Linked DNA regions of Mus musculus: region 1 is linked to region 2. A link is a contact called in public HiChIP or PLAC-seq data. All regions are on one chromosome and are shown on one strand. Each heading gives the region's core, a stretch centred on a gene start, on an enhancer-like site or on the middle of the called end of the contact. The rest is flanking DNA. Distances are from core to core; before and after follow the strand shown.

The links. HiChIP or PLAC-seq counts read pairs in DNA pulled down with a chosen protein or histone mark.
Region 1: an H3K27ac HiChIP or PLAC-seq map of double positive thymocytes shows a contact between it and region 2, with 6 read pairs. The contact joins two enhancer-like sites. A contact is called at or near these places in 3 of 15 datasets of contacts at CTCF or cohesin (the NIH/3T3 cell line and pro-B cells), 29 of 484 Hi-C or Micro-C datasets (the 63-12 cell line, the AML12 cell line, the C10 cell line and 18 more) and 7 of 115 datasets of contacts at active chromatin or transcription factors (double positive thymocytes, embryonic stem cells, large pre-B cells and 1 more).

What each region holds. Positions count from the first base shown.
Region 1 is chr12:75,765,293-75,771,195 of GRCm38.p6, reverse strand. The region is part of intron 3 of Gm40447 (collagen alpha-1(II) chain-like); the gene reads left to right. Among named protein-coding and RNA genes, the nearest start is that of Sgpp1, 33 kb to the right of the region's middle. Within about 2 kb of position 4,110, at least 49 of the 459 cell types and tissues checked have an H3K27ac peak or open chromatin away from gene starts, as enhancers often do. A contact at or near this core is called in CD8 T cells, Th1 cells, Th17 cells and 2 more, where this site is marked.
Region 2 is chr12:75,446,380-75,452,046 of GRCm38.p6, reverse strand. It overlaps Ppp2r5e (protein phosphatase 2, regulatory subunit B', epsilon), which reads left to right. Exons shown (of 14, transcript NM_012024.3): 14 at 1-2,584. Among named protein-coding and RNA genes, the nearest start is that of Gphb5, 32 kb to the right of the region's middle. Within about 2 kb of position 2,141, at least 74 of the 459 cell types and tissues checked have an H3K27ac peak or open chromatin away from gene starts, as enhancers often do. A contact at or near this core is called in CD8 T cells, Th1 cells, Th17 cells and 2 more, where this site is marked.

The DNA of each region.
Region 1 (5,903 bases), core at 2,861-5,360, 320 kb before region 2:
GCATTAATACACAATTTTACTATTTTTTAATTGTAAAAGCACACTTGCATGCTAATAAGATACATGTGCTTATAGCACAGTATCCAAAGACATTAACGTTTTCAGGTGGTTTTTGTTTGTTTCTTTTTTGAGACATAGTCTCACCATATGGCCCTGACTGGCTTAGAACTTAGTTATGTAGACTAAGTTGACCTTGAATTCATAGAGTGCCTCCTGCTTCTGCTTCCGGGTGCTGGGATTAAAGACAAGATCCATTCATCACACAGAGCAGTTATGTTAACTTGATACTTAAATGAGAGATGACAATGGTAGAAGCCATTATAATTAAACTACTACATTTCTATAACAGAATGTGTGTGTGTGTGTGTGTGTGTGTGTGTGTGTGTGTGTGTGTACTGCAATCCATAACAGACAGTAGTCTTGAATTTGAGCTAAGGATCTCAGACTGTGTTCGGTTGTGTTGTATGGTTGTGTACTGGCTGGTTTTGTGTCAACTTGACACAGCTGGAGATATCACAGAGAAAGGAGCTTCAGTTGGGAAAGTGCCTCCATGAGATCCAGCTGTAAGGCATTTTCTCATTTGGTGATCAAGGAGGGAGGTCCCCTTGTGGGTGGGACCATCCTTGGGCTAGGACAGATGTGATGGCTCATGCAGTGTGAAGTCTAAACGTTTTGTGTTTAGAAGCCAGGCTGCAGAGAAGCCACACAATACAACATAGTGGGGATTTGTGGTGGGGGCTTGCTGAAAACACCTTAGATTCATTACACGTTCTACTTGGAGTTACTTTTAGTCATCATGCTTTCAGAAATCTTTTATTCTTGCTTGATCTTTTTTTTTTGTCATTGTTTTGATTTGCTTTGTTTAAGACAGGGTCTCTGTGTATCCCTGGCTGTCCTGTAGACCAGGCTGGCCTCGAACTCACAGAGATCCACCTGTCTCTGCTTCCCAAGTGCTGAGATTCAAGGCGAGCATTACCACTGCCCAGCATCTTGCCCAGTCCTTACAGAGCCCCCATGGGAACCCCACTTTCTGCCTCTGCTTCCTGAATGTTGGGATCAAAGGCGTGCACCACCATGCTGGCTCAGTGAAGGAACCTTTCATTCCTTTGTGGAAATCTTGGCTTAAATTTCTTCTTAGACTGAACCAACCATTGAGATGGCTCGGCTGGTTAAGATGCCCAATGGCCTGAGTTTTTCATTTGAACCCACGTGGTGGAGAAGTGAGAGAATCAATTTCTACAAGTTGTCCTCTGACTTCCACAAGTGTACACACATGTATCCATGTGAACACACACAGACACACACATACACACAGAGTAAAAAAAAAATGTGTCTCTAGGGGATTTTTCTCCTTTTAAAATTAAGTTTACTTTTAATTAAGATATAGTTATATTATCTCCCCAGTCACTTTTATTCATATTCCCCCTGGCACTCTCTGAAATTCATGGACTCTTTTTCTTTAATTATTATTGTTATACACACACATACATACACATAAAAATAAATATGTAAAAAAAACCCACTGAGTCCATTTCATATTATCTGAATATATGTATGTTTCTAGGGTTAACCACTTGATATTAGCTAATCAGTTAGGGGCCTCATCCCTGAGAAAGATGGACTCTCCCTCTCTCAGCAGTAAATTGCCTGTACCTCTTCACTTAGGAGTGGTTTTACACACACACACACACACACACACACACTCTGTTCATGCTGAAATGTCAACTGGTGTTATCATTCAGGTTTTGTTTAGGCATCCGTATTGTTGAGATTTCCTGGGTGCAGTAGTTCCCCTGAAGACACAGCCAAGAAGCTGATTTCCTAGTCCCCTCTGGCTTTTACAATCTTTCTACCCTCTCTTCCTCTATGTTCTATGAGCTTCAGGGTTTGGGGTTGTGTTATAGTTATATTCATTGGGGCTGGGCATCACATGATCCATGGTTCTCTGCATTCTGTGAACTCGTGCCTTTCTGCAATGGTCTCATCTGCTGTAAAAAGCAGCTTTCCTTGATGACTGTTGAAAGCTGCACCTTTCTGTGGGTATAAGGATAGATACTTACAGCTAGGAGCTACACTGGCTTAAGGAAGTAACAGTGATAGGTTCTCCTGTACCATTCATGACTTCAGTAACCATGAGTTGTTGACTACAAAATAATTTTTTTTATTTTTCTAGGTTTTATCACTGATATTTAGCTATTGTGAATTTTTTCTTTCTTTTTTAATGAAATATTTGTAAACTTTTATTTATTCTTTGAAATTTTTAGACATGCAAACAACATATGATCACATCCATCACTCAGCACCCCAGCTCCTCTAGAATTCCTATCACATCTGTGGTGGTTTGAATATGCTTGGCCCACTATTAGGAGGTATAGCCTTGTTGGAGTGGGTGTGGCCTTGTTGGAGGAAGTGTGTCACTGTGGAGGTGGTAGAAGAGAAAGGACTCTTGCAAACTGCCCTCTGATACATATATGTGCTGCGCCACATATGTCCCTCTCATCCACAATTGCAGACAACACAAACAATAATAAAAACTATGGCCTAAAGAAGGCTAAATATACATTCAATTACAGAAATCGAAGGAGGTGGTAGGCGCGAGTGTTTGTAGGTCTTCCTCACCAACACCATGCTTCCAGTTAGTATATGACACGTAGTCCTCAATGAAGCAATATGAAGAAGTAGGCATATTTAAAAAAATAAAACCCAGAGATTTCTTTATTTTTATTTGTTATGTATTTGTGGAGAGCCGTGCCGCGAGCAATCACCATTATAAGATGGCGCTGGCCTCCGCTGTGCCTAACTAGTAAACAAGCCTTGTACGCAGGTGCGAGAGTGAACTCACTCCACTAGTCACTCCCATTCTCGGGGTGTAATAGTGGGGTGATGGGCGAGCAACGAATCAGGAGCTGTCACGCCATATCAGGTGCTGAAACGTCACGCTGTGGGCTATAAAAGCGGCGCCATTTTCCCAGTTCGGGGTCTTCCTGAAGAAGTAAGCAATAAAGCTTTTGCCGCAGAAGATTCCAGTTTGTTGTGTCTTTCTTGCCGGTCGAGTGGGACGCAATATGTATTTGCGGGTGCTTGCACATATGTATGTGCTCCGTGTACATGTCTACCCATGGAGGTCAGAGAAAGGTGTTTGATCCCCTGGAACTGGAGTTGCAGGCACTGTGTAGCAACCATGGTGTGGGTGCTGAGAACTGAACCCAGTTCCTCTGCCAGAGCAGCCGGCGCTTGAAACCTCTGAGCATCTCTCCAGGCTCCAAGAGCTAAGAAGTTTGAAACAGGAGTCGTGATGATGGGGCTCTCATGACTTAGAATAATGGTGTTATTAATGTTCGTGGTGCTGGGGACCAACCCAGGGACATGAGCAAGCTAGCAAGCCAGTATCACTGAACTGATACTGTCCCACTGTCCCAGATTAGTATGCTTGGAAAAGAGACCCAGGGGAGGGCAAGTGTCCCTTCCAGCACATGAGGACACAGATGACATTTTCAGTTAAGCAAAGACTCATGAAGACACTGAATTTCTTGATACTTTGATCTTAAACTTCCTGCTCTGCAAAACTATGAGAAATCAACTTCAATTTGTAAGTTATTTAGGCTAAAGTATTTTTAAGTCGCTTCATCTCATTTATTTTACTCATGTATTTACACATGGCATACTTGTGGGAAGTCTCAGGACACCTTGGCAGGGGTTGATTCTCTCTTTCTACCATCTCGATCTGTTACTCACTGAGCCACGATGTCACCAGCCTCCGTGGGACAGTGTGTTCTTAATCTGCATGATGCCTGGGTTTGAGCCCTAACACTGAGAAGTAAAATGCATATATGCATTGTGCTGATTAGAATGTGTGCAGGGGCTGGAGAGCTGGCTCATGGGTAAGAGTACTTACTGCTCTGGCAGAGGCCCCCATCCTGGGGCTCCAGTGCGGCCTTCTGACCTCTGAGGAATCCTGCATGCAGGTGGTGCTCAACAATTCACACAGACACAGACAAAGCCATAATTATTTTCACCTGTTTATCAGAGACCAGCCAAGTTTAACATCAAGTGCAATTACAGGAGCAACATTGGGTGACTTCCTGGCGCTTCTCCGGGATGACGTCAGGGTAGCGCTCTCACAGAAGAAACAGAACACTCACAAACCAATCTGTACTTTGGAGGTTGAGAAGCCGAGGGACTTAAAACCATCAAAACAGCACAGCTGTGCAGCAGTTAGAGGCCTCCGCAGGGAAGGGTGCCTGCTGCCACGCCTGATGACCTGAGTTCCAGCCCCAGGACCCACACAGAGGAAGGAGAAAAGAGTCACTCACTCACACACACACACACACACACACACACACACACACACACACACACACAAAGTGTATTAAAAACTTTGGAGGGAAAAATCTGTGAAAACCTTTGAGGTGTTTATTCTGTAGAAAAGACATCTGAAGTTCTGGGGGGGGGGGGAGGAAAGGGAGCTGCGTGATATATGAGTGTCAAGGGTGCAAAATTTGAGCCGAATGAACAATACCAAAGCAGCAAGGCAGATTCCTGCATAAGTTGAGTTTTAGGACTGAACAAGGAAGTGTTCTCTGAAAGAACAATAAGTGCTGTTAGCCGCCGCCGAGTCATCTCTCTAGTCCCACTGAGATGTTTTATTTTGTTTGGCTGGTTTTATACACACACACACACACACACACACACACACACACACACACACACACGGCAGGTTTATTGGGAAGGTTTTTCCTCTGGAAAAGCAGAAAATGCTCTTAACTGCTGACCCTTCTTTCTAGACTCCTGAGTTAACTCTTTTCAAAATGTTTTTCTTTTTCTTTTTGTGAATTAACTCTTAAGGGAGGAGACTATGATATTCAATGGTCTAACTCAAATTCACAGATCCAGATGTGAGTCACCATACCTGGTTACTCCATTGTTTTGACCAGGAGGAAACGGCTTTAGACTTTCGCGTAATGGGTTTCAACAGAGCTCCAGTAGCTGTCCTCAGATGCCTCCAAGACTACCGTAACTTTTCCCTTCAAGATCTAAAATCCTCTAGGAGATGAGCTGAATCGAGGGAGAAATAAATACAACCCATTGCTATCATGAAAATCCAGAAATCCAACTCCAAAGTTGCTCACTAGAAGGAATGAGTGTCTGAACAGGACTTCCGGTCACTTCCTCATGCAGAGCCTGCAGGCAGCGCTTTTGGAAAGAGATAAGAAACCAGAGCTTCCTTCTGTCCTTCCTGCCTGGAAAACCAGGGCTCCTTCCTGCTTCTGGCTAAAAATGGGCCTGTTCACCCTAGGAGTCCTGACCTTAAACTGCCTAGTCAACTCTAATTGCCAGTCCTTATCACTAGTGATAATGAAACTAACAGCCCACTACTTACTGAAGATTTATGCATACCAAGCTCTAGTCTAAATTCTTTGCATGAATTAACTCCTTGTATCCTCAAAATACTCCTAGGAAAAAAAGTAAGCGAACAATAGGCAGATCTTGGGCTAGGAGTAAGTCTGATAGACCTCTTGCCTCTGGGGTCACTCCCCACAAAACAGGCAGATTTATATATATATATATAGTAGGTGGTTCTGGGATTCAAACTTAGGTCATCAGTCTTTTACTATTTGACCCATCTTGCCAGCCCTACATTAGCTACTTGAGCTTAACTCTCTTTCTCTGTCTGTCTTACTCTGTCTCTCTCTGTCCCTCTGTGTGCACATGTGCATGTGTACATGTGCTCTTCTCTGCATGCACAAGTAGAAATCAAAGGTCATTGTTGAATGTTTTCCTTAGTCACTCTCCACGCTACAATAAATGTATTTATTTATTTTGTTTTATGTATATGGGTGTTTTGCCTGCATGTATGTCTACATCCTATTTATGCAGTATCTGAGGAAGCCACAGAAGGTATA
Region 2 (5,667 bases), core at 892-3,391:
CCAAGGAAAAGGAGGGGAAAAGCCACTGACCTATTTCACTTATGAAGTATTTCCAGATTGTCAGTCACAATGTGTACATAAATGTAAGCTAATTATGGATATTTTCATTTAGGTACCTTTGTTCTCTTGTTTTTTAAAGGTATGCGTACCACCAAGTCCAAGATGGTTCAGTGGAATAAATAGGACTCTTAAAGAGCGTTAAGGAGGGTTCCATCTGAGGACCTGGAAAGTGTGAGCAGAGCTGCATGTTCACATATTGATGCTAAGAAGCAAACCATAGCACATCTCCCTTAGCTGTCTTAGCCGTTTCCATCTTCATTACACATATCTTTGATAGTGTAGACCTTGCTTGCTGTGGTCCCTCTGGGGATGACATGTGCTCATTTGACATGAGGAAGGTCAGGACCTCTTTCTGCACCGTGTCCTGTCCTCAGAGCTAAGGGTCAGTGTTGTCTGTTGGTCATTCCCAACTGAGAGGAATGAAGCTAAGCTTTAGACTATTTAAAGATGTGATGAGAGCTGAATGTCAGAACTCACAGGGCAATCTCTGAGAAGAAACACTCATTTCCCTTTTAACCAAAAGTGACAATGTGACCTCTGTCATGTTGTGTGTGGTGAGGAGAAGCTAGCCCAGGTGACTTGATTGTTGCACTATGTGACATATTTAAGGACATACTTGCTGCATTTGCAGCAGCCCCCCTGTCTGACCTCCCTGGGCAATCCTGCTGTCACTCAATGTGAGTTAACTGTGACAAACTCAGCTCTGTGTTATATTTTGTTTGCTTCATAGTTTCCAGAACTATATATAAATATATTTTTTCAATAGCAAATATTGTAGTTAGTGAGTGGTGACCACTTCAACCTTATCCCTACCATATTGGTTTCAGGGATGGGACTAAGAATGTCCTTGGAATAAAAAAATTAAAATATAACCCTGTGATTTAGAATGATGCCGAGGTTGCAGGTTGCAGCCTGCAGCAGCTGTGTGAGCGAAGTGACCGTCTCCTCTGGATCAAGCGTCCACTCCTCATTGTGCCCAGGCCCCAGTGCTCCTTCATCACTGTTTAGTTATTGTCCGCTGTGGTTTTGATTATATTTTGCTCTTCCTGACATTGACTGTTTTTTTTTAATAAAAGAAAATAAAAAGTAAATGAATAACCCCTGAATGTGACTGGATGCAGGGATAAGCCCCTCCCTCCTCCTTGGGCTCTTTCCCTAAGTGGCAGGATCGCGCTGGCTCTGTATCTCCCGTGCGTGCGGCAGTCCAAGGTGCAGACCTAGGGAGCACTTGTCATCACACCTCCTATACTGAACACATAACCCTAGGCTCAATCACTTTATGGAAAGGGAAATAAAGTAGACTTTATTTTAGGGATGGAGCCGGGGAGTGGTGTGTGGATGGGAGGCTGGTATCAACATCACTAAGTATTCCGAAGGTCTTCTTGCTTTGTTTTTCCATTTTAATTGATACACTGACCTGGCCCAGGAAAGGAAGAGCCGCTCTCCTTTGATGTTATTAGCCAACATTCCCACAAAGTGACGGTCACCTGTCTCAGAAAGGCAACAGGAGATATGATCCGTGACATTTTATTTGCACATGAATATTTTATTTTTGTATTCTGGCTCAGCTGCTTCTCTTCGTGGAGTTAGGGAGGAGCCATAAAGGACTTTTGTAATAAGTAATATTGGCAACGCATTTTATACTCCTCTATGTTTACTTTTGAGAACCTGAAAGAAGGGGTGTGCGTCCGAGAGGAGGGTGAGCGGAGCTTGAGCCAGCGGAATGTTCCATTTGTCTGCCGCTTGTGCACGAGAGCGGCCAGCTGTAGCGTCTCCTGGAAACCAACGCCCCGTGCTATGACGTCTGTGAGCCTAGGTTTCCTTTCCTCCCCTCCCTTCCCCCATCCTCTCCTCCATTTTCTTTCTTTCTCAACCCATCCCTTTTTTTTTTTAAATCACTTACTGTAAATAAGTTGTAATCTAAACCTCATGTATCAATGGGGAAATTTCAAATATAAATATTACCAACACGTTTTCTTGTTGTCTGGCTTTTGATTGGAGTGTAATGAGAATGGCATGCCCATCTCCTCAGGCCTGAGGGTTTCATCTCAGCTCCAGCCTCTCCTCTCCCTCATTTCATTGTTGTGGCAGGAGAGGGCAGCACACGTTCATTTTTCCCCCCGCTAGGAAGCCACAGTGTTAGCTGTGGATGAGTGTTTTTCTTAAGTTTTCAAAACATCCGTTGGTGCATAGATGTGAAAATGAAACAATATGAAAAGTTGCATATGAAAAATGACAGACTGGTTTAGCCAGGCAGGGAAGCCTTCTGATCCACTTCAAAGTAAAAAATTACCCAAGACACTTCCAGCCCCTGTTGAACCAGACTTCTTCCGTTTCAAACAGCAGGATGCAGGTGGCAGCTTACACACTTGGAAATAAGCGTTCATCTTTGAAAATAATATACTCTCTCAAAAGTGGTTACAGACTAAGCAGAGGTGCTCCCCAAAGCAATGTAATCCTCCCGTTGACAGCTATGTGAGATTCTGTACTGTGGGTGTCCCTAATAAATAAGCACTGAAGGGTGCAGGTGCCTGGCTGCTTGTCTTTATTGTCGACCCTGTGGCCTTTTGGGTCATACTAATAATGTTGAACTGAGTTTTGAGATGTGTGTGTGGGGTGAGTGTTACCAGGTTTCAGTTTTGAGAAACGTTATGTCTAGGGGTCTAGGGAGTGGCCCAGTGGCTATCACTATAACAGTGTTCCACTTATTCTGCCTCCCAGGCTGCAGCATGGGGTAGGACTGGTGAGAATATTCCGTCTGGTCCTTTAGTGTGACGAGGAATATCTAAAGGAGGAGCAGATTCACTTCAGCAGGGCTGGCGGAGTTTATGCTGCCCGTGGCCTGGAGTGCTGCCAGATGTCCCATTTCTTCCTCTCAGGACTTCCTCATTGGACCACCCTGTGGCAACTGGAAGTGAAAACTACCCATCCTTTGAGGCCTGGCTCCAGAGACTGATAGCAACTGTTTCACCACTTCCTGCTGGTCAAGCAGTCGCAGAGCCTGCTCAGAAGAGTGGGAGGTCATTTGTACTCCTCCTAAAGCTGCCATGGAGTCCTTTCTTTGCAGTATTTGCCTTCTGTGGAATTTGCTCTCATGGCGAATTGGAGCATGTCACGTTTTAGAGTCACCTGGAGCTAGGATGTTCCATGTATAGTTGGGTTATTTGTATGTAGGTTGTTGAGTGGGAATCTAGATCCATTGTTTTCCACTGTGAGCTTCCAGTTTGGTGTTTGGTTTGGTTTGGTTTTTTTGAGACAGGGTTTCTCTGTGTAACCCTGGCTGTCCTGGAACTCACTTGGTAGACTAGGCTGGCCTTGAACTCAGAAATCCGCCTGCCTCTGCCTCCCGAGTGCTGGGATTAAAGGCGTGAGCCACCACGCCCGGCGAGCTTCTAGTTTTTGTAATGGGGTTATGACAGAAGCCTTGCCTCAAGAAAGTGCCACAAAAATGTGGCTTTAGATCTCGATATCTTCTCCACTCGTCCCCCCTATAGTTTTATGATTGTATCATCGATGCCTTTTAATTTGGCATTTATTTTGAAGAATTTCAGTATGGTGGACCCTTCCTATTGCCACACAAAATTGAGGGATGTCGTGATGTTCCTAAAGTAAGTAAATGTTAGTGAGTAATGGGGAATATATGGAGTTGGTAACTTCAGAAGAATCATTACTTGGATACTACCAAGTCTTATGTTTTGAATGTGTGTACTCCCAAAACTTGTAGGAAATGGAGTCTTCAATAACATTTAGAGGTGGTGCCCATAGGTGATCAGTCTGTGAGAGTCTAACAGATGTGAGTGGAATGATTCTGTCACAGCAGGAATGAGTCAATTATGAAAGGTTAAGTCCAGGCCTGTCCTTTTTTTCTCCCTGTCTCTTACTCTGGTCTTCTACCATGAGCTGACGCAGCAAGAAGGTCTTCCCCAAATGCTAGGGCACCTACCAGCCTCCAGAACTGTGAGAGAAATTCCTCTGGACCAGTGAGACATTTAAACTTCTTTTCTTTATCCATTAATGTCTGGAGTTCTATACAGCAGCACTGACAGACTGAGATGGTCCAGAAACAGTGGATGCTGCAGTCCTTCCTCTCTGATGTCAGGTCAGGCTCTTCAGTATCTTCAAGTTGTAGAGTTCCCTAAGCAGAGCAGAATCAGACAAGGTATAGCCCTTCAGGTCTGGCCTTTTCACTTAGCATAACATTTAAATTTTCATACGTGTATGAGTTTTGCCTGAATATATGTCTGTCTATCATATGTGTGTCTGATGTCCACAGGGGTGTTGGATCTCCTAGTACTGGAGTTGCAGGTGGTTGTGTAGGTACTGGGAATTGAACATGGATGCTCTGGAAAAACAGTGTTCTTGACTACCGACCTACCTCCCCTGACCCTAGCGCAATACTTTGAAGATTATTCAGTAGCAGTAGTTGTCGTGGCGGAATAATCTTTTGTGTGGTGATAGCTTGCTTTCTTTTTATCATTAGATAAAAAGATTAGATTGTGTCCTGCCAGCCCCACTGTCTGACTTTCGGAGGAACCGTGAATGGTTTCCAGGGCAGCTTCACTAATTCCTTTTCCTCCAGCAACGAGTGATGTTCATTTCCTCTCCATCTGTGACAGTGTTGTCACTTCTGTATATGTCCATTATAGCTTAGTGGGCAGGTTGCTCATGGAAAACTTGTCTTGTTTGGGGTTTCTGTCTTGTTACCTTGAATATTACATTATGGGAACTCTGGATTTGCATATATTCTTCTGAGGAATATCGATTTATTTTCAAGCAGATATTTAACTGAGGCAGTGGTACCAACCTCAGGTCACAGCTTTAACCTTCTCAGGAGTTCTGTGGATGCAGGGGCCGTGGCTTATCCACAGGATCTGGCTGGCTCACACCTAATTTGTACTGCTCCTTTCTGTTCTTTGTTCCCAGGGCTATGTTTTAGTTTCCAGTTGCTGTGACTATCTTCACCTTTCTTCTGGCCAGAAGCACAAATTTTTCTGCTGGTGTTACCTTCAGCCTAGAAACTCATAAAATCTGAAACCATATCCAGTATCATCCTTTTTTTCTTAAGAGTTCAGTTCCTTTGAGTACTTTCCATTTGCCTTCTCCCGTACCTGTCGCCCAGCCCTCTTCTGTGCTAAAGTCTTTTCCCACTGTGGGACATTATTCTTAGGTCTGCTTCTGTTTCTTCTCTGTCCCTGTAGTCTCTGCCTTTGATGTGCCTTTCTTCCAGAAGCCAGCCCATACTTCACGTGTTTCCTAAGTCTCTTCCAACTTAGGAGAGTTCCACTTTTGAATGTTTCTAGTCAGTTGCTTTTTAGAAGTATCTGGAAATGGGTGTTTCTGATATTTTTCCCTGATTAGACTGAAGTTTTATATTTGGAGAATGATTTCAGGGGTGACACGCACGGTGTCTGCGCAGTGTGGTTGTGCAATCTCTTTGTGATGCAGTCATTGTCACAGGCTGCATCCCATCTCTTCCTTTCACATCCTGCTCAACCGTTGAGACTTACAAACCATCCATTTCATTTCTCAGACACTTCTGTGCTTCTGACAGAAGTACAGACTTTGCTGGCACCCCCACAGTTCCATGCAGAGAAGTTCCGCTGTCCT